Regions from separate parts of the Arabidopsis thaliana genome. Here region 2 is linked to region 1. A link is a contact called in public targeted proximity ligation data. All regions are on one chromosome and are shown on one strand. The core of a region is the stretch at or near the end of the contact, and the rest is flanking DNA. Distances in the headings are between cores, read along the strand shown. Region 1 holds the start of AT1G72430 (SAUR-like auxin-responsive protein family). Region 2 holds the start of LOX4 (PLAT/LH2 domain-containing lipoxygenase family protein).

Region 1 (2,928 bases), core at 137-2,636:
TAGAAAGGAGAGTAGGGACATGAAATTGGGACCAGGTCACCAACGCGTCATGAGAGCGACCATTATTATTTCCTTAAAAGAAATTGCATACGTATTTTCTATTTTATACACACACAAAAATAGATTTGAAACTGACACCATACAAATGATACGCAAAAAAAAAAAAAAATGAATATCGATGATAGAAATCATTGCTAGTCATATTTTGTTTATATAAAGCAAAATAAATGAATTGGACTCATCATATTCAACCAACTTTTGTTTATCGAACATCATCAAAGGCCTTCTTTATTATGTCATGAGACTCATGACTCATATGAGAAAGATACGTTACGAAAATAGAAACAAAAGTTTACAAAACCGCCATAATAAAATAAATATAGAAACAAAACCTACCAGAAAACTTAGTTTGTTTTCTTGAAATCATTGCATTCTTTTTTTATGTATATTACAATTAATATAGGTACTGAAATACATTTTGAAGGAAAATATATATAAAGATTGTTGTTAGTAGAAATTTATTCTTGGTTGGTCTTAACAAAGTAAGAAAACTACATATGCTCATCATCATCATAAAATTGCTCAGAAAAACGGAAGCAAATGACATGGTTTACGAGATCACGTTTTGATCACACACCGCATCGAATGAAAATACAAATCAGCAACAACAAACAACAACAAAAAAGGTATATATTATACGAAATAAATGTATAAAATCAATCGGTCGATGTCAATAAGTATAGAACTCAGCCAATTCTTCAACGGATCCTCCTTCTTGACCAGACTTGAGCATCCACAGCAAGTGCTCGAACAAAACGACTTCACAAGCTACAACAATCTCACGATCTTGTTCGATGGATCTAGAAGAAGACCGATCCACGAGTTCTTGAAAGAGTGGGTGAGAGATGATGTCTGGTCTAAGCATGTAAGGTCTTCGAGTTTGACCAACGTAAACCACATGGAGATTGTTGTCTTCTGAGAGTTCGTCGGAAACAGCGGCTGAGGAGGTTGAGTGGTGGTGGTTCTTGGCGAAAGAAGGCCATTTCTTCATAGCCGACTTAAGCTTTGTCAGCTTCCCAACTTTGGCCATTGCTAACGAAATTGAACTTTTTTCTTGGGGTTGGAACAAGAGAGTTGTTGAAACTAGCTAGGGTTTAGGGTTTACGAGGAGATTTATATGTGTTGATGTGAGTGTGTGTGGGGATCAAAATATTGGAAGAAGAAGAGAGGAATGTTTGAGAGATGTTCTTGGGAGGAAATAACGAGGAAGGTTCGTGTATATATATTGAGTGAGATAGAGAGAGAACGTATAGGTGCATGACCCACCGATTGATGCATAACAGCTAAGAGAGATGAGGACATAAATGGCAAAACTAGTATCGTTTTTTGCCCATTGTTTTTTCTTTCTTTTTTGTTGTATCTTGTAATTATATATTGAGATTCGTAATAATTTTAATTTTGTAATAAATTTTGCCATATTCATTCATTTATTTTCATGTTACAAATTACACTTGCTGATAAGAAAAATATTGTAAAATTATGATAGATGGATGAGGGAATGATACGGTCTACGAAAAAACTGATAAATACGTTCTATTAAAAAAAACAGATATAACAAGTGATCATTACACCATTAATTTATTTGGCTAAATATATATATATATATATATCAATAAAAAATACATAATAAATAACATTTTATCTAATTTAACATAACAAAACTATTAAATTATTTGATACAATTTTTTTTCCTTTTTATATATATTTGATACTATATATACACACTATTTCTCTTACCTGTGACATTTTGTTTTGCCTACATAAATGTCAGACACCACAAATCCAGTTTTGGAAATGCTTGCTTGATAAACATTCATGTTTGTTGTATAATTTTTTTTTAAATTGTATTTTGTATATTATGATGTCTTATAGTATATAATAATTTGTAGATATATACATATACGTGCGGTGAGTAGAGATGTGTAGGCAACCTCTTATTGCGTGTTGTTGTCTAATGATCGGACAAAGAGCGATGTTTTTTAGATAACGATTACATCTTGTCCACAATTTTGTTCAATATTACCCGATAATGCTAATTTTTTGTCGTTCATATTATCATGTACTATAGAAAACAAGTATGGTCTTCATCTGTCGATTTACCTTCGATTTTCTTCATTTCATATTAAGAACATAAATTAGATATGAACATTCAAAAAGCATACTATAAAATTAAACTCGTAAACTCATATAATTTACACGGTAATTAGGTTTTATTGACGGATGCAAAAACTAACCACAAGCATATTATGCTCTTTTCGACAAGACACAGTCCTTTTATCTAGTGCAAATGCATAATCATAAATATTGCTCATTCTTTTCATAAAGTTAGTTTGGCATTTCCGAGAAATTAGGTGGAGAAGACCTTACCTTACCGTCTGTCTTTTATCGAACAAAAAAAGTTGTGGATGGTAAGCTAATCATTTAAGGAATTTTTAGATACTTCTTTTTTATAAATGGTCGAACATATAGTACTTGTTTATAGCAAAAGAAATAAAATAGTAATATAGTACTCTCTCATCATTAAACATTAGATAACTATCTTTATCTTAATGTACTTATGTAGCTAGTAAAACATCAAACCAGACCTACAATTTGATCAAGAGTGAAATATTTTATTTTTGAATAGTGAAGATCTTAGAGAATTTTTGAAGATTTGAAGAAAGGAAAATGATACGCGCATATATGCAGCATATACATACTGGCATCACACGAAACAAACAAGCAATCTGAATTTAGGAATACTAATTACTTCCGATTCGTAATCATTGCAATGATTAGCATAAATCGAGTTATGCTATAACTTAATTATATAAAGGTAGCAACATGTATTACTTAATATTCTAAGGTGTGATACTTTTAGAAATTCAT
Region 2 (2,928 bases), core at 296-2,795, 43 kb after region 1:
ATGCAACTTGTTGTACCAAAATGGTGGCTCTAACGACTTAGGGATACTCGTTCTTGCTTGGAAGCTCTACAAAGAAAAAATTATGCCTTCTCAAAAGTGTGAAGATTGATTAAACCTTTAATTTGTGAATTAAGTTATGCATAGATACAGAACATTGCATATTTGATTTGCATACTTGATATGGAAGAATTTCTTACAAGAATCAGATACCTTGATAACTTTTAAAATAAGACGAAATATTAATCAGAGAAAAAACGAGATATATATGAAAACAAACTGAAAGGTTTTTGGACATTTGAAACGTCATCTTGTATGCATGAATGTATATCATCTTAGTTTTATGATTTATGACGATGGGTACATCACGAATATAACTTTGGGTTCTGATTAGTGTTTGCATTATATAACATCTTAATACAATTTTTTTGTTTTAAACTTGAAAGGGATAATATATTAAATAAAAGGGGATCTAGATATTATTGATTCGGAGAAAATTATAAAGTAAAATGGATTAATAACACAATTTACAAAAACATTAATTGTATATACTTAACCAAACGGTAAATCTACCGTATAATTGATCTGATTGATGATATCATCTCATAAATCAACCCACATGTTATGTGTAAATATAACTTATTGATTTCTACAAGAAAAAAAAAACAATAATCGATTTCGAAACAAGCTTTTTCTTATGAAAAAATTCATGTGATTTAACTGATTATACTGATAGCACTATCCGACATGATCATCTTTCTTTGACGATCACAAGATATAATCACCATTTCCGGTTACTTTTAAAATTATTTTAAAGTTTTATTCGTAGATATCAAATGGACTGTTTTATTAAACTATCACACAAACCGATCTTCAATATCCGATGTTCGAATTATAGATTTACTTCACTTGTGGTGTTTTTTTTATATATATTATAAAGTAAAAGGCAATGTCAACTTTATTAGACGATAACGGGATATGATCACCATTTCCGGAAAGATCAGGGGTAATATTTGTCATTCAACAATCAAACGAGAATCCGCGAGTCCATTATTTAACACTTTCTCGTTTGCTTCCTTAACGTTTTTAGACGCGTTCGTGTCTGACTCGGAACTCAGTTTGACTCAAACTAGAAGATTTTTTTTTCTTTTTTTTCGTAAAGACCTTTTTTTATTTTATTTTGGTTTGAAAAAAACTCTAAATCTTTTGCTAAAGCAAAATATATGGTGATGCAAGTCTTTCTTTTTTAGAAGGTAGCAATATTTCTTTTGTTTTGAGTAAAAGTGTTGGAAAGTTACCTTACGTAGTTACGTTGAACATTAAAGTGTCCGTATTATTCAGAAAATCTAACAACAAGTTTTGAAAAATTCGCGTTTTAATTTTTTTGTTAGCAAAGTTATAAAAATATGATTGACGAAAGAAAAACAAGTAACAACGAATATTCCAATTAAAAAAACGTGTGGACGGCGAAAAGCTCTCTTTCGGTCTTCCCTTTTGCTCTCTCTTTCTCAAGGCATATAAATAGCTGTCACCTGCCGATTATTATTTGTAATCAGAACGCAACCAAATAAAGAAAGCTCTCAAACTCAGTCTTGAAGCTTCAACTTTATATCTACCATATCATCAACTAACTAATTCTTTTTAAAATGGCTTTAGCTAATGAGATAATGGGTTCTCGTCTAATCTTCGAGAGATCATCATCACTTGCGTCTCCGTTTCATTCGCGTTTCTCCATCAAGAAGAAGACACAGAGAACACAGTTCTCCATCAACCCTTTTGATCCGAGACCTATGAGAGCCGTTAACTCAAGCGGCGTTGTAGCGGCCATCAGCGAGGATTTGGTTAAAACGCTGCGTATTAGCACTGTCGGTAGAAAACAAGAGAAGGAGGAAGAAGAGGAGAAGTCGGTGAAGTTTAAGGTGAGAGCAGTTGCGACGGTGAGGAACAAAAACAAAGAGGATTTTAAAGAAACTTTGGTTAAGCATTTGGATGCTTTTACTGATAAAATTGGTAGAAACGTTGTCTTGGAGCTTATGAGTACCCAAGTTGATCCAAGTAAGTCATTACTAATTTTCACTGTGGGTATTTTTAAGTCGTCTAATTTAACATGGGTTTGGGTCAAAGTTTTTTTATTTTTTTAACTTGGACTAATTTACCCAAATTTTTTGTCAAACTTTTTGTAACAGAAACGAATGAGCCAAAGAAGAGTAAAGCGGCAGTTTTGAAAGATTGGTCAAAGAAATCAAATTCAAAGGCGGAAAGAGTCCATTACACGGCCGAGTTCACGGTGGATTCAGCCTTTGGTTCTCCGGGAGCCATCACCGTGACCAACAAACACCAAAAAGAGTTCTTTCTTGAGAGCATCACCATCGAGGGTTTCGCATGTGGCCCTGTTCACTTCCCCTGCAACTCTTGGGTCCAATCTCAAAAAGACCATCCATCCAAACGAATTCTCTTCACTAATCAGGTAATTAATTAAATCTTGACTAAAGCATAAGCAAAATCACATTTAATGTGAATTTGTGAATATCATATAGTCATGTCATGGTGGGTCCAAATATCCAAGACTGGTCTTAATTAACAAATGTGACGTCCAACTACATATCTTGGATTGAAAAATTAACTGTTGTTGAAAATTTTCTTCCGCAGCCTTACTTGCCGAGCGAGACACCGTCCGGTCTAAGAACATTAAGGGAGAAAGAATTGGAGAATCTAAGAGGAAATGGTAAAGGAGAAAGAAAATTATCAGACAGAATCTACGATTATGATGTGTACAACGACATAGGAAATCCGGACATATCACGTGAACTAGCCCGTCCCACACTTGGTGGCCGTGAATTTCCTTACCCTAGACGCTGTCGAACCGGCCGGTCTTCAACCGACACCGATATGATGTCTGAGAGGCGGGTGGAGAAACCATTACCGATGTAT

What was found.
Region 2: a contact with region 1 is called in a targeted proximity ligation map of shoot, with 10 read pairs. A contact is called at or near these places in 2 of 26 Hi-C or Micro-C datasets (callus and root) and 1 of 2 datasets of targeted methods (shoot).

What each region holds. Positions count from the first base shown.
Region 1 is chr1:27,264,420-27,267,347 of TAIR10.1, forward strand. AT1G72430 (SAUR-like auxin-responsive protein family) reads right to left here and starts at 1,387. Exons shown (of 1, transcript NM_105902.4): 1 at 183-1,387. The coding sequence starts at 1,090. The coding sequence ends at 731.
Region 2 is chr1:27,306,968-27,309,895 of TAIR10.1, forward strand. It overlaps LOX4 (PLAT/LH2 domain-containing lipoxygenase family protein), which reads left to right and starts at 1,546. Exons shown (of 6, transcript NM_105911.5): 1 at 1,546-2,052; 2 at 2,184-2,464; 3 at 2,647-2,928. The coding sequence starts at 1,644.